2 separate regions of the Mus musculus genome follow, and region 2 is linked to region 1. A link is a contact called in public Hi-C data. All regions are on one chromosome and are shown on one strand. Each heading gives the region's core, a stretch centred on a gene start, on an enhancer-like site or on the middle of the called end of the contact. The rest is flanking DNA. Distances are from core to core; before and after follow the strand shown.

Region 1 (4,684 bases), core at 931-3,430:
TTTTAAAATGCTTGATTTAGCCAGATATATATAAGGGAGATATATTTTGTTTCAATTCAAGAGTTATTTAACAGTGACCAAGGGTAGTATTTTAAAGAGGCTCAGTGGGTAGAGCACTTTACACACAAGCCTGACACCGAGTTCTGTCTCAAAAACCCTACATAAAAATGGAGAGAGCCAACTCCACAGAGTTGTACCCTTGACCTCCATGACTGCTCTGTCTGTCTGTCTCTGTCTCTCACACACACAAACATACATATGTGCACGCACACACATGTGTACACACTCATTATACACAAATACATATATACACACATGTATACAACACAACACATGTATGCAAACCTATGATGATTGTGATGGTTTGTATATGCTTGGCCCAGGGAATGGCACTGTTAGGAGGTATAGCCCTGTTAGAGTAGGTGTGTCGCTGTGGGCTGGGCTTTAGACACTAGCTGCCTGGAAGGGAGTCTTCTCTTAGAGGCCTACAGATGAAGATGTAGAGCTTTCAGCAATTCCTGCAGCATGCCTGCCTGGATGCTGCCATGCTCCCACCTTTATTGTTGGGAGCGACCCTGTTTGTTAACTGCCTCGTCAGCCGTAAGTGCTTACTCACAAAGCTTTGGCCTTAGTGGACGAGTACTAGCTTAGAGATTAATATGAGATTTCTGTGGGAAGAAGTTGAGGCCTCTGTGGGAAAGTACTACCCCCAGTTAAGAACAGGTACCTAGCAACCCATTCTGTTCTGTTTCCCCTGCTGACTTTTTACCAATATCCTGCTTTTGGGAACAGGTGTGTTTCCCCCAGAAACAAAGCGATTCTGCATCACCCCCCTCCCCATATCCTGCTTCTGTGGGCATAAAACCTGCCTGGGAATAATAAAAATTTGACAGCTTGATCAATCAGACTTGCTGTCCGTCCTTGTGTTTCTCGCCTCTCATTCTCTCCACAGGTGGTTCATCAGACCCTGTTAGACTGTCCCACGGGCCAGGACACTTTATGATACTGGACTGAACTTCTGAACCTGTAAGCCAGCCCCAATTAAATGTTGTCCTTATAAGAGTTGCCTTGGTCATGGTGTCTGTTCACAGCTGTAAAACCTGAACTAAGACAATGATAAATAAAAACTCAAAAATAAACATCAAATTAATCAGGAAGATTCAGCTTCTGCTATGACACTTTATCATACTGACTTCCTCAGTCCTGCCTGCCCCCCAAACAGTCCCCTGTTTTCATGTCATATGTCCCTCCCTCCCAAACCCCCCCCCCAACTGACGAGTTATTGAGACCTTGTCTCCTGTGATGCCATGGGATCAGGTTTTCCACCATTATATTAGCATTCCACTTTAAAATTATTATTTTATTTCATGTACGTGGATTCTACCTGCATCTATGTCTATGCACCATGTGTGTGCCTAGTGTCTGGAGATCAGACAAGGCCCTCAGGTATCCTGAGATGAGTTTCAGAGAGATGGGAGCTGCCATGTGGGTACTGGGAGTTGACCCCATATCCTCTAGAAGAGCAGCCGGTGCTCTTAACCACTGAGCCACCTCTCTAGTCCCACTTCTACCTTTTGACAGGTAGAGAGGCTAGGATTCTGAAAAACCAGTCTGTTACTGTAGTTGAAAAATCAATTTTATCTGATATTAGATTATTGAAGTTTGTAGATCTTATTTGCAAGACAAAAGGGGAAACTGCTTTGTGTTAGCCCTGGCCTCTCCAGGACCCTAGAATGCCCGGCATCACTGATCACAGATAAAGATTCAGGATCGGGCTGGTGAGATGGCTCAGTGGGTAAGAGCACCCGACTGCTCTTCCGAAGGTCAAGAGTTTAAATCCCAGCAACCACATGGTGGCTCACAACCATCCGTAAAGAGATCTGACTCCCTCTTCTGGAGTGTCTGAAGACAGCTACAGTGTACTTACATATAAATAAATCTTAAAAAAAAAAAAAAAAAGATTCAGGATCAGTCAATTCCCAGACCAGTTGTACTGGTTCATCCCATTTTCCCAGTTAACTTTACCTTACTTGGGAAAGCTACTGTGCCCCGTCATTCTGTGCTCTTGTCATTCTGTTGTGTGCTTAGCTGTGGGGTACAAGTTGTTTGTGGTATAGGTGGAAAATTGAGTAGGTCTTCCTTGAGTTTTAGAAACTGCTTGCTTACCCTTTGTAAGTTCCCTGCTGTGATTCTCAATGCAGTTCATCTAGGAAGAAGGGCCTCAACAGCCTAGCTGATCTGTAACGTACAGTGAGTCAGCGGTTCACAATAGCACAAGAATTCCACGAGCTTAGAGTTTATAAGTGGATCACAGATGCCTGCATGAAATACTACATTTCAGTATTTCAGAGAATAATAACAATTAACAAGTATATCTGGATATGAATCATTTTACTTTCACCATTTATTTCTTTTTCTATCTTTTTCTTTGAAACAGGGTCTTACTGTGTAGCCATGGCTAGCCTATAACTCACAGAAATGGACCTGTCTCTGCCTCCCAAGTGCTGCAATAAAAGGTGTGTGTGTGCCACCTCAGCAGCTCATTTGCGTGGTGTTGTAATAGATGTATTTAAGACTAAAACCGCACTTCTGAGTTCTGACTTGGCTGCATCCGACAGGCTTTTGATCTAGAATCTGTTGTCTTTCCAGTGAGGATTACAGACTGGTTGTCGTGTGTGTGTGTGTGTGTGTGTGTGTGTGTGTGTGTGTGTGTGTGTGTGATCATAAGCACTTGGAGGATAGAGGAGGGTCGAGGCTGCAGCTAGCCTGCTAGCCAGTAATCCCAGATCCTCCTGTGTGTTCCAGTGCTGCACTGGTGTTAACAGGCCTGAGTGTGGCCACGCCCAGCTTGTTATATACTTCGTGGGAATTTGAACTTGGGTCTTAACGCTTGTATAGAAAGCATTAAGGATGGGTCAGAGGATCCATCTCCCTGCCCAGTTTATTTTATTTTATTTTATTTTATTTTATTTTATTTTATTTGGTTTTCTTCTAGACAGGGTCTCTGTATAGCTCTGGCTGTCTGGCTGTCCTGGAACTCACTCTGTAGACCAGACTGGCCTCGAACTCAGAAATCCGCCTGCCTTTGCCTCCCAAGTGCTGGGATTAAAGAAGGCGTGCACCACCACTGCCCAGCTTTTTTTTTTTTTTTTTAAGATACATATATTTTATTCATATGAGTACACTGTAGCTGTCAGACACATCAGAAGAGGACATCAGATCCCCATTACAGATGGTTGTGAGCCACCATGTGGTTGCTGGGAATTGAACTCAGGACCTCTAGAAGAGCTGTTAGTGCTCTTAACCACTGAGCCATCTCTCCAGCCCCTATCTTTATTTTTAACAATAACTTTGTTTGACATTTACAAATGAGTAGAATATATCATGTATATTTTTCTTGTGGAATAAATGTTAAATATTTGTAAATATTTGAGCTTTGCCAGTTTGGGGATACAAGGGTTTGGGTATTTTGCTCGCTAATTACTCAGACCTGTTATTTCTATGGTTTTGCTCATTGATTTCTGAGAGCACTGTATGACTTGGCAAATTGTACCTTTTATAATTGAAATACTCTTGTCACTAGTATCTTTGATATTTTTAACCCTTTTTTCCAATTAATGTAATAAAAGTTCTATTTATTTATTTTTTTGTTTGTTTGTTTGTTTGTTTTTCGAGACAGGGTTTCTCTGTGTAGCCCTGGCTGTCCTGGAGCTCACTTTGTAGACCAGGCTGGCCTTGAACTCAGAAATCCGCCTGCCTCTGCCTGAGTGCTGGGATTAAAGGCGTACGCCACCACACCCGGCTTTTATTTATTTATTTATTTACTTACTTACTTAATTACTTACTTATTTTAAGTGTATGTGAGTATATGCCACTTGTGTGGAGGACAGAAGCTGTCAGGTCCTTGGAGTTACGGGAAGTTGGTGCTGGGACTGGAACTTGGGTCCTTGGGAAATGCTCTGAGCTGCTGAGCCATTACTCCTGCCTTGGAACAGCCTGAGGAATTTCATCTGCTAGCATTAATTGAAATTCTTGAAATGTTCAAATTATCTCCTATCACATTGTTCTGTATTTTCTATGTATCATGCTTTTCTCTTTGTTTTCTCCTTTGTTTTTCAAACCTACTTCAGTCCCTAGGGCTGCTCTCAGCACCCAGATGTTTACAGGCAGCACATTCTGCCAGTGCTTGGCAGATGTAACAGCCAGGTTAGATCCATGTAGATTTTTTCACGTGGCTGTCAGCCACAGAGAACATCTGGAGGTCAGTGGTGGACACGTGTCCGTGTGTGCCCATGTGTGAGCCTAGGGTTGTGAGAGCTACCTCATTTCAGACACCCAAAGGGTTATCCGTGCTTCCTGACCAGTTTCTCCAGCACATTCTGTCCACAGAGAAATCCACAGCCTTGACCTTGGCACTTGGTGGCCCCCCAGGACACATGGGAGAACTTGGCTGTGGACTTAAGGCTTCTCGTGCACTGGAAGCCCTTGTCCTTTTCAAAGCTACAATTTGTGTAGCTCTGCAGCTCCGTCTCCCAAGCCCTGGCCCCTGCTCTATATCCTGGGAGTGTTTCCTGCAGGCCTCATGCGAGGCTTTACTCACGCCACAGTAGCCGGAAAGAGCTTGTTTGGATTCCAGCATCTTAGATTGGTTGAGTCCTGCTTTTTCTATTTGTTTGTTTGTTTA
Region 2 (4,684 bases), core at 1,402-3,901, 480 kb after region 1:
TTAGGTTCCTTCTCTGCGGCTAGTCCCCCGGGGAAAGTTTGTGCTAAGATCAGGCAGAGTTCTCCCTTGGGCTTTGTCTTCTCCTCTCATGTCTGCAACACAGCCATGTGACAAATGGATGGAGGTCATCGCTAGTTGACGTGAAAAGGGAGAAGCAAACTGCTTCCCAGAGCTGGTTTTCATGACTACAAGACAACTGCTTCCCTCATACAATCTTCCTCCCAGTTCTCAGCATCATGTTGATCCTACCACTGCTCTAGCTCCTTCTAAGTTATCAGGGGAAGTATGAATACGTTTCTTTGGTTGAGTGGACAAGTATTAACCCCGCTTGGCAGACTGAACCCTGCTGTGTTGTGTGTGTGTGTGTGTGTGTGTGTGTGTGTGTGTGTGTGTGTGTATGAGAGAGAGACAGAGAGACAGAGAGACCGAGAGACAAGCAGACGGTGACATGGTTCTTTGAGCCATCCTTTGGTCAAATGCCAGAGCAGTGTTCTCTGTTAGTTTTCTGTCCATTTCCTGCTTAATTCTCCCCTCCAGCTCTTACCTATTTATCACAGCCAGAAATCATTGAAAAGGTAGTAAAAACTATTTCATATTAAGCCAAATGAGTCCAACCTACAAGAATGTAGCAGCACAGTAATAAATCACTTGTGAATGTTGCTTGTTGAGAAGCAAAAATATTACACTTGCAATGTTTTAAAAGAAAAATATTACTAAAAATTCTTTCACCCAAATAGAATTGTCCTTACTTCTTGTTTTTTTTTTAAAGCAACTTCTATAGTTTCAAATCGTTGTAACCATAACACACATGTGCTTGCGAGTAATGATAGGCTATGAACATTCTTGAATTTAATAATCTCTATTTCAGTTGTTTGCTTTGGATTTCCAAAATGATAGTGGTTTGTTTGTTTAATTGGGTTTTATTTTGGCATTCCTAGATTTCAAAGCTAGTTTTCCAGAGAGGAGACTCGTACAGACTGTGAACTAATCTAGGCCACTATTACTGGGGCTAGCCCAGCCCTGTGCTCTCTCCTCCAGGACTCCAGGGAAGGGAAAAGGATGTTCCCACGTTGCATATTTAGGTGACCTTAGGGACACGCCCTGCTGATGTGATGTAATGAAACCTAGACTTCATTGGCAGGATTTAGTTGCATTGATTTATAAGCAAGTCCCAAGTTCATAGACTCATTCAGGGTCTTGCAGGGTAGACTTAACACTTCCATTCACTGTGTGGTGAGAGGGAAGACTGCGTGCCACAGCGGGATGTTTCTACAAAGCTGAGATCTGTAGGATTGCCAGGCCATGTTTCTTATGAAGACCAGTGATGCCCTGCCTTCCTCTCTTCAGTTTTCTTCTTACGAATGCTTTACCTGTACTGTTGTGAGATCCCCACAAAGCCCACACTAAAGGACTCCATACATTACCATCGACTTACCCTAAGACAACTGCCAAACCATTGCCCCAGCACGTGATATGCAGGCTGCTTTCGATTTAGGTAAAAGGGCATGGTTGTTTTTTAGGATTCCTGATCTACGCATTACACTGTTTGCACAGGTAGATGGGCGGATCTACAGTAGATCCTCGGTGTGTGCACAATTTTGGCGGAGCAATGAGAGGCGAGTGCTGTGCATGATAACAAATGTTTGCCACTGACCTGCCTTTGAGAGGTTTAACATTACTGGTTTTCAGGGCCGTGCTTGAACCGTGCCTTTGCTGAATACCGTTTATTTACTTAGGCTTCAAAATGGCCCTTCAAGGGGTGTTAATCAGCTCACTCCATCAGCTGGATTTCTTTGAGGAGGCAACCCTAAGTTTAGTCAGCAGTTTGAATCCCAGTAGTCTCATTTGCTGCTGGGTGACCTTGAATAGGTTTCTAAGCTCCTTGGCCTCAGTTTCTGTTCTGTGAAGGAAGGGACAGCAGAGTGTCTTACTGAGCAAAAACAACAAAATGATCCCATTAGCAGATCCGTGGCTCTGGCTTATCAGTTGCTGTTGCTGTTGTCTTCTTCTTCTGCCGTATCCTTTCTTCAATGACTACTCACTGTTCTCGTGCCCTTGGGCAGCACCCTGACCCCTCTTATCTCCACTGTTATTCAACCAGCCCCCACTTTACACAGCTGAGTCCCACAACCTCAAAATTCTGTTAGGAGTTCACACCCTCACCTCCCTAACTATTCAGCAAATTCCTAATCTTCCTTTAAAACAGAGCGCCTAAGGGTTTCTTTATCCTTCAAGTATCCTTTCCTCCGGCATCTCTGGGTGTGTCTGTATGGTGACATTCATTGCGCTATCTTCTATTGTCTATTTTCTGATAATTGGCCTCTAACAGAATCTGGGCCCTATGTGAATACAGATCTGTTTGGTTTGGTTTTACAGCTCCACTTGCAGTGTGGGTTTTGGGCATGTGGAAAGTTCTCTGATAAATATTTCTTAACCGGATGGATCTATATCTGTGTTACTCATCAGGCAAAGACTCAAATGGCCTGAAAAGTCACTTTACATGGCAAATATCTGCCACCATTGGGCTAGGTTAGGTTTCAGCAGCCCTGTGGGAGGAGGAGCTTATGTGGCCGTGGTCAACTTAGGAGGTGCACACTGTGGAATTCCCAAATCCGCAGACACACTCACCAGTCATGGTTCTGAATGACACCCTCACTTCAAAGGACAGAGTTGCTAGAGGCTACCGTGCTCAGCTGCACATGGAAAGCATGCTGGGGACAAGCCCCAGAGAGGAATCCCTAAATTATATGGGTGGTGGCTGCAACGGAGGAAGTGATTAATCTCCCACAAGGAGAGTTTTGAAAGTGATTGCATTGACTCTGATGATTAAATTGTGATGTAACTGTCTAAAAAAAAAAAAGAAAAGAAAAATAGATAGGTGTTTTAGCACATCACTAGGTTCAGGGATATGGGGTGTGCCTAGTGGGGGTGGGGCTTGGAATAGCTAAAAGTTGAATTCTATAGCAGACAGGAACTGGCTTGAGAGGTGAAAGGGATGCGACTTGAGCTAGCTAAACTCTTCTGTGGTAGGCAGGAGTCAGCGTGAGAGAAGGGGGACAGAAAGGGCTGGGGACTTCTTGCTCCAGGTCTCTTCCTTGCTAATCTACTAGGGTCTGACTTCCTAAAGATGTCTCCAGAACCTGTCCAAAATGATACCAGCAGTTGCGGATGAAGACACTAACCCACGAGCCTGGGACGGTGAGGTGCTGTGGACAGCAGAGGAAAACTTCTAAAGACATACAACAGCTGGGAACCCTTCAATTCTCAGCAGCCAGGAAAGGGGCGCACTATGTAGTAACACCTCTGGCAGAATACCTCTGCACATGTATGGGTCCAGTAAATGTCTTCTCTTGGTGCCTACCCGTGCCTGGATCCTTGGTCCTTTGGAAGACGTGGTTCCCTCCAGTGAGCTGTCTTTAGCTTCCCCAGTATAGGGGGAGCCCTCTACTTAAATAGTGCAGACACTTTATCTTTATCCTACCTGATGGGAGCCAGATTTCATTTCCATTTGTTTCCTGTTGCACCAAGTGTGGTAGCTAGTTCATAGGGGTTCATCGTATACTGAATGTTCAAAGATGCTTCAGCCCAAAGGCAAAAGGCTTTAGCTGCAGATCCATGTATCTTGTGTATTGCCTGCCCAGCGCTCTTGGGTTATCGGACCCTCCCTAGCTTGGCAATGTCCTTTGGGATTGTTTTTTCTCCGATAATGAAGATAACCTTTTCTGTGTCGCTTTGTGTGCTTCTAGCACAGGTTCCCCCAGTAAAATAATTGTAGCAATTCCATCCAGGAGGCTTTGAGCTGTCCAGTGTCCAACTTCCCAGATCAGTGTCGGGCCTGCGAATTTAGGCCTTGAGTGATGTATTTGACGTGCTTATGAATACGTGCATCTGCTGTGCTGTGGCCTGCAGCCAGGCTGCAATTCCGAGCCTGCCTTCTGGACTGTGTTTTTTGAGAAGCCCCGCTTAGGAAAGCTTGCCAATGGTTCACAGTAGAGCCGAGTAGCAAGACACCGAGGAACTTGCTTCGTGGAATCTTCTTTTGTCCTTAAAAGTGCCTGGAGATTGTCTCTGCTAACACACTGAAGGATATGTGTGTGTGTGTGTGTGTGTGTGTGTGTGTGTGTGTGTGTGTCACACACCAGGCTATCAAGGGCTTGAAAAGGCTGTTTTGCACTGTGGACTGTGACTTGCAAGCCTTGGCTTGTGGGTGTTTGGGACCAGAGCAAAGAGTGGTGGGGTCAGAAAGGAGTTTGTCTTCTGGCCAAGGACAGCATTTTTTTTTTTCTGTTCTTTTGAAAGAGTTATCTAGGACAGCATGTGCTATACCATGCTCAGCCACCTGATATGTCCTAGGCTGGTTGGATTCATGCCTGACCCTGTGTATTTTAATCAAGCCTGATTCCCTTGAAAAGGTTCCTGGTGGATGGGGAGATGGGCATCTCAAAGCCCCTGTTGCTGATGTGGCAACAGTGAGTTTTTATAGTCAATACCTGAGATGGGCCGAGGGTCCCACCATGTGACTTACTGAAATGAGTTTTAGAACAATAGTTAATTCTGATGCTTTCTCCCCGTGAGGGTCTGCACTCAGGTGTTTTCTTTGAGCTAAGCTACTTGCTGGCCAGAGACAACCAGATAGGTAACCTGGGTGCCCATTTGAGACCAGTGCTATCCGTGATGTTGGATG

Evidence for each region. Hi-C and Micro-C count contacts between places; a contact is called where the count stands out from the background.
Region 2: a Hi-C map of embryonic stem cells shows a contact between it and region 1, with 2.1 times the contacts expected there. The contact joins two enhancer-like sites. A contact is called at or near these places in 2 of 484 Hi-C or Micro-C datasets (cerebellum and embryonic stem cells).

The regions. Positions count from the first base shown.
Region 1 is chr14:76,136,476-76,141,159 of GRCm38.p6, forward strand. Nufip1 (nuclear fragile X mental retardation protein interacting protein 1) reads left to right here. Exons shown (of 10, transcript NM_013745.5): 10 at 1-904. Among named protein-coding and RNA genes, the nearest start is that of n-TEttc6, 14 kb to the right of the region's middle. Within about 2 kb of position 2,181, at least 4 of the 459 cell types and tissues checked have an H3K27ac peak or open chromatin away from gene starts, as enhancers often do. A contact at or near this core is called in embryonic stem cells, where this site is marked.
Region 2 is chr14:76,613,765-76,618,448 of GRCm38.p6, forward strand. No RefSeq gene overlaps it. Among named protein-coding and RNA genes, the nearest start is that of Serp2, 59 kb to the left of the region's middle. Within about 2 kb of position 2,652, at least 52 of the 459 cell types and tissues checked have an H3K27ac peak or open chromatin away from gene starts, as enhancers often do. A contact at or near this core is called in embryonic stem cells, where this site is marked.